Linked DNA regions of Mus musculus: regions 1 and 2 are each linked to region 3. A link is a contact called in public Hi-C and HiChIP or PLAC-seq data. All regions are on one chromosome and are shown on one strand. The core of a region is the stretch at or near the end of the contact, and the rest is flanking DNA. Distances in the headings are between cores, read along the strand shown. Region 1 has its middle 59 kb from the start of Gm40659. Region 2 has its middle 75 kb from the start of Pitrm1. Region 3 has its middle 13 kb from the start of 1700016G22Rik.

The links. Hi-C and Micro-C count contacts between places; a contact is called where the count stands out from the background. HiChIP or PLAC-seq counts read pairs in DNA pulled down with a chosen protein or histone mark.
Region 1: a BATF HiChIP or PLAC-seq map of CD8 T cells shows a contact between it and region 3, with 6 read pairs. The contact joins two enhancer-like sites. A contact is called at or near these places in 6 of 39 promoter capture datasets (3T3-L1-derived adipocytes, embryonic stem cells, frontonasal cranial neural crest and 3 more), 3 of 484 Hi-C or Micro-C datasets (cerebral cortex, cortical neurons and neural progenitor cells) and 4 of 115 datasets of contacts at active chromatin or transcription factors (CD8 T cells, embryonic stem cells and pancreatic cancer cells).
Region 2: a contact with region 3 is called in a Hi-C map of the N1E-115 cell line, with 6 times the contacts expected there. The contact joins two enhancer-like sites. A contact is called at or near these places in 11 of 39 promoter capture datasets (3T3-L1-derived adipocytes, the HPC-7 cell line, cranial neural crest and 7 more), 1 of 15 datasets of contacts at CTCF or cohesin (the NIH/3T3 cell line), 7 of 484 Hi-C or Micro-C datasets (the N1E-115 cell line, cerebellar granule neurons, cortical glia and 4 more) and 5 of 115 datasets of contacts at active chromatin or transcription factors (CD8 T cells, astrocytes, embryonic basal ganglia and 2 more).

Annotation. Positions count from the first base shown.
Region 1 is chr13:5,316,373-5,320,084 of GRCm38.p6, forward strand. No RefSeq gene overlaps it. Among named protein-coding and RNA genes, the nearest start is that of Gm40659, 59 kb to the left of the region's middle. Within about 2 kb of position 2,054, at least 9 of the 459 cell types and tissues checked have an H3K27ac peak or open chromatin away from gene starts, as enhancers often do. A contact at or near this core is called in CD8 T cells and pancreatic cancer cells, where this site is marked.
Region 2 is chr13:6,471,668-6,475,481 of GRCm38.p6, forward strand. No RefSeq gene overlaps it. Among named protein-coding and RNA genes, the nearest start is that of Pitrm1, 75 kb to the right of the region's middle. Within about 2 kb of position 2,339, at least 56 of the 459 cell types and tissues checked have an H3K27ac peak or open chromatin away from gene starts, as enhancers often do. A contact at or near this core is called in the N1E-115 cell line, the NIH/3T3 cell line, astrocytes and 2 more, where this site is marked.
Region 3 is chr13:5,843,273-5,846,648 of GRCm38.p6, forward strand. No RefSeq gene overlaps it. Among named protein-coding and RNA genes, the nearest start is that of 1700016G22Rik, 13 kb to the right of the region's middle. Within about 2 kb of position 2,034, at least 292 of the 459 cell types and tissues checked have an H3K27ac peak or open chromatin away from gene starts, as enhancers often do. A contact at or near this core is called in CD8 T cells, the N1E-115 cell line, the NIH/3T3 cell line and 4 more, where this site is marked.

The sequences.
Region 1 (3,712 bases), core at 804-3,303, 530 kb before region 3:
TTGCAAAATTTCTCAATGTCTGTGTTGCTTCCAAAGCTTGTAGCAAACACAGGCAAGAAAAAATAATTAATTTTGAGACCTCTGGTGAGGTTGGGAATAGAATTGCAGAGTCTGTCATTTTATGGTGCCTAGTGTTAGCTGGTTAAATTGCAGTATTATCATCAGGTGGCAACCTGAGTTTCTCTATGTAAGAGGAATCCTTAGGATGAGAGCCTATTGTTATCCTTTCTTTCACCCCTATTTAAATGCATGTAACAACCTGCCTACTTCAAGCAAGTTTCCTCAAATTTAAAATTTCTACTAAGGTATGAATGTTGGTATTTTCTGTAATCTTTGCAATCAGAAATATTAGGAATAAGACATACAATTCCAAGGCCAGCCAAAATGACATAGCAACAACACCTTGGCCCAAAAAAATTAAAAACCAGGGATGGAGAAATGGCTCAGTTGTTACTATACAGTCGTGATGACTAGCATGTAGCTCCTAGTACTACAAAGACATAATAGCTGGGTATTCCACAAACACTTGCAGTTCTATTTCGGAGGAGTCTGGCACCCTTTTTCTGAATTTCTCAAACACACACACACACACACACACACACACACACACACACAAACATAAGTTATGCAAACATAAGTTCATACTTATGCACATTAATATACAAAAAAATTAAATCCTTCAAAAATACAAAGAATTCTCACTCTAATAAGTAATGCTAGGTTTTCCACAGTTTAATTACTAGACAATATCTGTAAATTGCACTAAAGACAAGGTCCAATGCTGCAACCCTTGCTTAGCACACATGAAGTCCCAGCTCTCTGTCCCCGAGCCCTGACCAAGAAAATGAAGGAATAAAGGATGGTAATACGTAATAAGCCCTTAAACTTAACTTACAATTTTTTAAGTTTTGAATTTTGTGATTGATCATTTTCAATAAAATAAAGAAAAGATTTCCTTGTCTACTCAAATAAAAACTTCTAAACAGGGAGTCCTGACCAATCAAGCCTTGGTTCTTTGAAGCTCAAATGATTAGTAATTATTATATTCTCAAAATATCACTTTGATAATGTATTTTGGTTTAGTTAAACTTTTCATGTCTTGTCATGCCTTGTCATTCTCTGCCAACCTACCACCTTTTCTGGAAAAGTCTTTGTTGTATCCATGATGTTCTCAAACTCCTAGTGTGTCCCTAATCCTCCTGCCCCCACTTTCTGAGTTTGGAGATGACAGGCTTCAGTCACCATGCCTGGTGTTTGAAAACCTGGGAACTGAACCCAGGGCTTCATGCATGCTACAAAACCATCTTACTGACTGAACTAAGCTAGAATCTCCAGGCCTTTTCCTTTTTGTTTTTAATAACAACCAACAAAAATAATTCCAACTGTACATATAATAATCTGAAATACAAACTGTGTGCTGGTTGCTGTAACAACATCTCTCCAAACTATATTTTACTAGGGTGGCCATATTTATTTTCTGCATAGATGATAACACTTTATTGAAGGCTAATAATCTAATTTTCAAAGGACCTAACACTTTTGTTAAACTCTTATTCTCAGATCTTCAAAGATTTTCCCATTTCATTTTATTGTTTGTTTGAATTGTTGATGTTGTTTTTATTAAATTGTGTGAAACAGCTGAATGGTGAAGCCAGCACTTTTTATTCGAATAGCACAGAGAACAAAACATAATTCTTTCACAGAGGAAGCCCTATGATAAACAAAGTTTGTATAAAGGAGATGGGCCCCTTGGAATGCCCCCAACATTCGGAGTACTTAATGGAGACTAGGAGGTGATGTTGGCAAGCACTCCAACTCACACACCCCTCTCTTGCTTACAAAAGATTTCTCCATTTTCTTAAAAACACCAAATCTCATAAAATGTAACAGAAAGACCAAGCAACAGTTATGTCAAGGGAAGACCTGCTTATTTTTCTTCTTTGATAATTCAATACAATGTCTTTTGGAAGTTTCTCTGGTCTATGAGTATAGCAGTAGAGGGATTTTGCCCAGAGCTGCTGTAGCCCCAGTGTATATGACTACATATACCAAGAAATAAAAGTCTTCCCTCACAGGAAACCCCTGAAAGCTTCTCCTAGGTTCAGTGCATGCGAGCTTCACCCAGCCCACAACAGAAGTTCCATGAAGAAACAGAGGAAAAGCCTAGAAGGAATTCCACAAAGGCATTACCAGACCCACTACCCACAAAAGGAGTTCTTGTTGTTAAAAACTTGGCAATGATTCTAATCAGGAAGCTGTCTGTACTGAGCTCTCAAATGTGTCATCGACCACATGGTCCTCTTCAGCTCATAATATGTAAGTAGGCACATCTGCAGGATGTTACAAAAGTGGTACTGAGAAACAAGTTACTTTGTCACTACAGTATATGACTTTCCCTTTAAGATACTCAAAAAGAAAGTTTGGGTTTGACGTTGTGTGAGTTCCCATGCACACACAGACACATTCATAAGAGTGTACAAGACAAATCATATACCTACAGAAAGATGTGTTTGCATATACATATATTGCTACATCTTCAATGTAGAACATCTTAAAAGACCCATATGTTAAAGGCTTGATCCCAAGCATTATCTATCATGCCTTAAAATGCTGACATTTATGACACTTAGAGAACTGTATTTTTCTTCATGCAATTGTTCCCTTGGAGAGACAGTGGGTTCTTCACTTCTTTTCATTACTTCTTTTTCTTCAGGCTTTGAGGTGTTTGGCTTTGTTCCACTGCCCATTTCTGTCTAGGGTGTGTTACCTGACCACATATCCAACACAATGGGTAAATGAAACATTCATTGGAAACTCCCTACCTGGGATCCAAACAGTTGATCATTGTAGTTATTTGTTATAGTAACAGGAAGCTAGTTAAAACACACACCTAATCTAATTACTAAATACACTTTTGCAGCTAACTGTGGTATGCTCAGTTTTAAGGAATTTCTTTGTGTACATTATAGTTCACATTGGTAGCACTTACTCAATAGTGCTCATCAGATAAAACCCATAGGCGTCAGAATGAATGGTTAGGGTGTGTATGTTTGTGAGTGTGTGTGTGTGTGTGTGTGTGTGTGTGTGTGTGTGTGTATGTGTGTGTGTGTGTGTGTGTGTGCACTCATGCATGTGCATATATGTGTGTGACAAGCCCAATTTTAACTACCCAGAGTAAATTTGTGCATTTAGCACTCTTCCATAGAATCTTGTAGCCATTCAAAGAATACATGTTACATATAAATAATGACTTGCATTTACCTGTCCATTGAAATTAATTTTTCTTTACTTGTCTATTACTTTCTATACAAAAAGATCATGCCCAAATTTTAAATTACTGGCAATCTCTCATGCACAACACCCTGCTGCTCCCTAGGCAAAACTGTAACATACTGATGATCTGAAAGGACAATGAATTCTATAATCCCCTTGCCATTGACCATGCTGCTAATGTAGTATGACAGAAACAAGGCCCTTAGAATTCCACTATAAAAGAGTCATGGGAACATGTAGATTGCTACCCTTTTCCAGTAGGTTACAAGAGAAAGTACTTGGGTTATGACCATAGAGTTTTAACTAATGCCATTGTCATGATCAGGATTTAAAACTTCCTGCTTGTTCTTAACTGTCACTAAGTACTCAGGGATTTTCACAATTACTGTTTGATCTGCCTTCAAAGATTCTGGAAAACACTGTCAGGTATGGTCCTATA
Region 2 (3,814 bases), core at 1,089-3,588, 630 kb after region 3:
ATCATAGTTTTCCTAAATGCTGAAATAATTTTATGCCATTTCCCCTACTAATTACCATCTCATTATTATTAGAAGAACGCTTTCCTTGAAATCAACACAATTTTTGCTCTAGTTCATTTTAGCCGCATGGCAGGAGGCCTCGGTGACTCCCATTCAGAGGAAGGTAGCGACACCTAGTGGTGTCTTACTCGAGATGCAATCCTTTCACTTCTACCTGGTTGGATGCCAGTATGAGGGTTGGCTCCTAGGAACTCAAAACATTAGTAAATACTTCGTTGCCTTGTGTTAGAGTCTTCCCGAATATATGCAGATAGTAAAATAAAATAAATCCTTGAGCATCTGAAGTTCTTGAGAACACTTGACCTCAATGAACCTGATCCAAAATCCTCTCTGCGATAAGCTCCCTGGGTCATCAGACAAAATGGATTTCCTATCCCCAGGAGTTTATGAGTTGTCACGGCAACCAAGAAGTTCTTTCTTTTGTTTTGAGGTGGTGTCTCATATATCCCAGGCTAGCCTCAAACTCATTATATAGCATGGAGGCCTTTTAACTTCTGCTCCTTCCGTACTCCCTTGCAACTTTGGATTACAACCTTGTTCACACGGTGCTAGGGAAGGAGCCCAGAGCCCTATGCATAAAATTATGTGTGTGTGTGTGTGTGTGTATTTAACTTTAAATGAACTTCCATTCTTTATGTAATAACTTCCTAATGAAGCCAACTATAACGTGGGAATTATTAATTGAACATCCTTCATTTCACAGGGACTTTCTGCCTACACCCTTGCATGATGAACTAACTAGTGGGTACTGCCATCATTTCTCTGCATCCTGAAAAAAAAAAGCTAACACGAGACACAGAAGAGGCCTAATAGCTCTTCATATTCTGAAAGCAGGACTTTGTGATAAGGAATTCTCAGTGGGAAGAGTCATGTGCATGTTCCCCGCACAAACACAGACCGCAAAGATGTGGATTATAAGTGAATCATTAATAAACATGTGTGCATACTCTTCTGTTGGTTGGATTGATCCCTTTCTCCTTAATCTCTCACTAAAATCACAGTTATGAGGTTGGAGGAATGGCTCAGTGGTTGAGAGCGCTGGCTACTTACTCCTTCTGAGGACCTGGGTTCAATTCTGAGCACCCACACGGTGACTCACAACTTTAGTTCTGGCAACTTTGGGTGCTGCATGCACAAGGTGCACAGACACACGTGAAGGCAAAACACCAGCACACATAGGGTAAAAACAAATAAATCTTTCAAAAATGCAAGATGATGATAGTGCAGTGGGTGATTTTGCATTGTGGAACTAAGATATCACCATCTTGCCTGATGAGAGACTGTCTTTGGAGCAGAGGAATTCTTTTTTAATGCTAGAACAGGAGAGCACAGTATGGTCTGTATCCATTTTTTAATACTAGGTCTTGTGTAGCATAGGTGTGCATTGACCTCGATATGTAGCTAAGAATAACAGTGGACTTCTGATCCTCCTGTCTACATATTGCACATGTTGGCATTGTGGACGTATATCGTCAAGTGGGATGCATGCTAGCTAGGCATGTTCTACCAATTAATCTCCATTTCCTAAGCCCAAGAACTCACTGCCTCCAGTGATTCTTTCTGAGGTGAGAGTGTCCTCATTGGATCTCACTGTTTACCCTTCGCCTAGGAATGTCCCCTGCCCTTTGTAGAGCCCCTTGCCAATACTGTTCTTACATTTATCTCTTCATTATTCACCAGAGATAAGCCCTTGCATCTGCATGAAATGTGGATGTACGTGGAAACCTGGAGGCTATGTGTCATAGAAAAAGACCTGACCCGGCTACATGCAATATACCTTATTTGTCCTCAGCTGTGTAGAGGCTGTCCAGTGCACACGTGGGCAGGGAAATATGTAGACAATCAAGACAGAAGAATGCCAGGAAATCAGAGCCTTGGGCAACAGCATGCATCATGCAGCCGCTGCTCAGTGGGAATAAAAGGGCTTGAGGGGTTTTTTTTTCCCCTGCTGTTTTAAAATTGATATAAATAGATGTCATGCCGCTCTGTTCTTAGCCATAGTCACCACTGGGAATGGCTGTCAAAAGCCTATTCTATTGTAAAGACGCGTGGTAAAAATACGAGTTATACATACTCCTCTTCGAGCCCGCATTATGTATGTTCTGTATTACCAACAGGATCTCCATCCAGTCCAGGACACTTGCCTTAAAATGTAATTCAGCCTGCAGCCTGGGTAGTGTCATTTTGTAAAAAGGATTATGTGCTATAAATAACCATCCCTCAAACCTAGAAGTGGGACGGCTCATGAATAACTCATGAGCCATGGGCTGAGGCTCTGCCCTTTGAATCACAGAACATGTGTTCCCAGTCTCAAGAGGGAGAGAGCCTTCATTCTGTCCCCCTTTCAAATGCTAGGCTTGGACCAAGCCCAAGTCCTTCTGGGATAATCCATTGAACTCCACACTCCTCTCCTTTCTCATCTGTGTCTTCTCTCTGGCTTCCCTGCTTCAGCGGGGAGGCAGGTTCTGGACCTAAGGGCCTGAATCAATCTCTCTCTCTCTCTCTCTCTCTCTCTCTCTCTCTCTCTCTCTCTCTCTCCACTAAGTTCCCAGGTACGATCTAGATATCCTTCTGGGTTTCAATATAGTTTGTGTTCTGGTGCCTAGGGCCCAGCTCAGCCCCTGCAGGCCACAGAAAGCTTGGCCTGTTTCTGCTCTAATTTCTACTGGCAACCTTTGACCTTAGCAGGGATGATGTGGCTACAAGCCAAGTAGAGCCCATCAGAAGCCAGATGACAAGGACAACAGGATGGCCTCTGAGATTAAGAGACCAGCATGTTAGCTATTCAGAGCAGCAGGTCAGCCTGGTATTTGTTTTTGTTGGATTTTTGTTTGTTATTGGATTTTGGGGGTTTTGGGGTTTTATTTTTTTAAGGTTTTTGTTTTTTGTTTTTGTTTTGTTGTTGTTTTATTTGCTGTGGGGTATTTGTTTTTGTTGTTGATTTTTGGGTATTTGTTTTGTTTTGGGTTTTTTGGTCACCTATGTGGAGCAAAGTCAGATGTACATGTGCATGGAGGCCTGAAAGCAATCTTCAGTGTTCTTTTTCAGGATCCAGCCATCCTGGAATTTGAGACATGATGTCTTCCCTAGGACTCCCCAGTTAAGTTGCTTACCCAGTGAGCCTCGGAGACCAACCTATCTCCACACTCTGACACTGGGCATTTCAAGTACACATCTCCCTGCTGGTTTTTATTCATGCTGGTGTTGGGGATTGAACTAGGGTCCTCACATAAGCATGGCCAGCATATTACTTTCTGAGGTATCGTTATAGCCCTGATGGACTATCTCCACACCGTCCATTTTCCTGTTTTTTGAAGACGGGGATTCATATGATACAAGCTAGCTTCAAACTCGTTACATGTCTGAGGATAGCCATGAACTCCTGATTCCCCCTGTCCTTGCCTCCTGAGTGCTGGCACTGCAGGTGTGCCTACCATGCCCATCTTCAACCAGATCTTTGTAAAAAGCTGCACTGTTCTCCGTGCCTCAGTTAGCCAAGGCTAAATTGGAAGGAAGGAAAGAAGGCATCTGGGAAAGCATTGACGTGGTTTTGGGAAGTACCGGGGAGGCTCGGGTAGACTGAAAACATGGCCTCTAGACGGGCATGTGACAACACCAAGCACAAAGACCTGGTATCTTTATGGGTCTCCAGACCATATCCTGGCTAAGCATCAACTTAGATCAGTTCTGGAGAAAGAAATGATCAAACGAAAGGACAAATGATGATTTCTGTGATGACCTTCTGCCTGTTTTT
Region 3 (3,376 bases), core at 784-3,283:
CAGAGATCCTAATAATAGCGCCTGGTGTATAGCTGTCTTCTCTTGGAGAACTAATGAGCCCAGTTCTCCTATGATCTTAACCTGGTATCTCCAGAAGAGCTGCTGGATGTAAGCGCCCTACTCTTTTTTACGTGTTCCCTCCCTTGTCCTTCACAACAATTCTTGTCAGGTAGGTTTTGTACTCTCGTGGTACACATAAGGAAACTGAGGCTTGGAGAGGAAGCTGACTTGCTTATCCATAGAAACATAGCTGGAATGTTCTTTCTGTGGTTAGAAGCATTTAAATGTGCTGGGAAGGAGAGAAACTCTCACTTTTGACCATCTACACAGAAGACACACCACTAAAACTGTAGATCACAAATCATTTTCAAGCCAATAGCAGAATCATTAGCAAAGGAGAAAGAGACCATTGAGTCCAGAATGACAGCAAAGTAGTTCAGAGAGACAGAGTTTAACTGGTGCTAAGTGAAGACCAGCAAATGGAAGTCAAAGAAGACACAGCAAGTTAGAGGCAAGGGAGAGGCTATGTTAGCTCTTTGCTGTGGTCCAGGCTGGCAGGGAGACATATTGACTGGAATTTAGGTTATTGTGGGTAAAGAGACTTAAGACTGAAAGTGGTCTCAGCACAGCTCTGAAAGCTAAGGATTTAAGAAGTCTTTTGAATTCCTTATCAGTTAACAATTGATGTATGGTAAAGGTCAATTCTCTGAATGCAAAACCCTGACCACCAAGGAGGGAGCCTGAAGGGCTAGGACGAAGTGGAGATAAGTACAGGATTGAACCGGTTCTGTTGGAGGCAAAGCAGGAAATGAGTAGCCTGGTTGAAGCTCTGCCTGTAAACTCTTGGTAAATGGAAGTAATCCATGGTAGTCTTAGCATTTCTTCCATTCTTCATGGGACTGCTTCTGTCTGCTGATGAGGGACCACACCATTTAAATGGACTGAAATCAAACTATTTCTCTATCCCCAAATAGTAGCTTTGAGACTGGGAATAATCTGTGTCTGTGGCCATGGACAGAAGATGGGCCACCTTTTTAGAAAGAGTTTTTTTTCCCCAATATGAGCATCACCCTCCCCTAGGAGAATGTGGGACTAATCCAAGGGTGTTGGAAGTTACATAGCAACTAATTCTTCAACGGTGTTTATGAAACGGAAGCCTAGCAACTCATGGAGGAGTCAGATCCACAGGATCTCAGTCCATGAGGCTTACAGTTACAGTTGTAACTGATTCAGAGGTGGTCACATGTTGCTCACCCAGAAAGTAACCCCGGGGCTGCAAGTAACAGGAAAACAGCCATGCCCATTTTATTCATATTTTATAACCTACAGTAAACATTTACTTAGCAATTCCACCCTGTCTATCACCGCCTTAGACACTTATGCAGAACTTAGAGTCATACTGAATGCCAATATGATGTTAATTATTGCAACCAAAAGAGGCCTGTATCGTTAGACTCTGATGAATTTTTAAGATACACTGGAGGGGAAATTGAGTCATAATATAATTCTCTATGAGGGTTTGAAAGTGTGATCCTTAAGATCCTTCTGCTCTGTGTGACAAGCAATACGATTTTTAAGCTCAGACAAAAGTGGGTGTCTTTTGGTTTAGGGTTCTCTTTTCACCAGGAAATCCCCTCTTCTAATAGGATTCTTTTTGTTTTGCTTTAATCCTTAATCTAGGGGGAATGTCCCATCCCTGTGAGTCATCAGAATGGCTTCTCACAGGTAAGACCTAGAAAATTCCTGAAATGCTTCCCCTGATACTGAGAAACGTACTCAAGTCAATTGAGAAAGACATTAAAGGGGTCTGATGAGAAATCTAAATCCTGTGCCTCCTACCCTTTGCGGGGATGTTGCCTGAACCATGAACAACGTTTCCTGGATTCTAGAAACAGGCACATAGTTTGGAATCTGCAGCTGCTGGACAACACCAATTGGGAAAAATAGTAGCACAAAGGCAATAGATAGCCATCTCGCCTTGAAGACGCTGACTCATGCAGATGAGTCATTTACAATCGGCATGGCGACGGGTCTCAGCGGGACCAACTCAGAGAACACTGTGCGCTGAGCGCTGACCATGTAAACAGTGCAAACTCCCTCTTGTGATTCTAGGAAAAGAATCTTAGAACCTTTAGACAAAGAAATCAGAGAGGAGTGTGGCTGCTGTGTGGGTCACACCAGCAAATCCAGGCAACATCCGGACCTTACCATTCTCAGTTCTGATATCCGCTGGCACTGGAGCCCAGAGCTCAACATTTGGGTAAACATTCCACACTGGAGTGAACTACCTTGGTGACCTGAGTAAATTATGAATTCCCAAGACAGAATTACGGTGTCATCGAGTGTGACTGTATGTAGCTGGGCATACATTCATTTCCCCACTCAGATTAGCTATAGCATAAATAATACAGAAGCACCAACCAGAGCCAAAGGTGCTCACTGGAAGGTTCTTTTCTGGTATTAAAATAATGAGTGTACGCTCCTTAAGAACCTTCTAGCAACATGTACAAATAAAGCCACACACAGTGACAAACTGTGCTGCTTGGAGTTTAGCTGATGACATCCTTGTTATTGAAACAGGAAATGACTCAGCCTGGGCTAGACCAGAAAAGATCATATATTATATTCCGTTTTGTTGGCTCGTTTGAAAAAAAAAAAAAAAACCTACCGCAAGGCAACCATGCTTGTTTTCAGGTTTTTAATTTATGCATTCTAGCAAATAAGAAAGAATTTCTTGATAAGCCATTATTAAAATGTTGCAAAACAGGTTTTTCACAAATGTTAGGATCAAATGACTGCTATAAGCTATAGAAGATATGTTTACTATTTTTAAAGGGGATGGGTTAGGGTATTGGAGTCCAGATAGAAAACCTCTCAGCCCTAAATACTAACATTTCTATACTTAGCCGGAGCCTGGTCTGTTTAGATAAACTGATTTTGAACATAATTTTATGTTTATTGCTTTTTTGACTGCATTATGTCTGTGTGAGAGTGTCAGAAGCCTGGAACTGGAGTTACAGATGGGTCTGAGCTGCTATGTGAAGGGTCAATGCTCTTAACTGCTGAGCCATCTCTCCAGACCCTCGATAAACTTTCAAAAAATATTTTAATTAAAATATATCACTTCCCTCCTTCCTTTACATCTCTCAAACTCTTCTTTTCTAACCCATTCAGTCTCAAATTGATAACCTCATTTATTTTGTTTTTGTTGTTACATATGTACGTGTATATACACAAAAACATAAATATAACCTTATATATAATTCTTAACACATTACTAAATACTAGAGTTTTACTAAAATTCTGATTTTTTTTCATTATGACCTGGCATAATCTGAAGTTTACCTTTGTCTATTAAAACTTTGCAGGTATGATA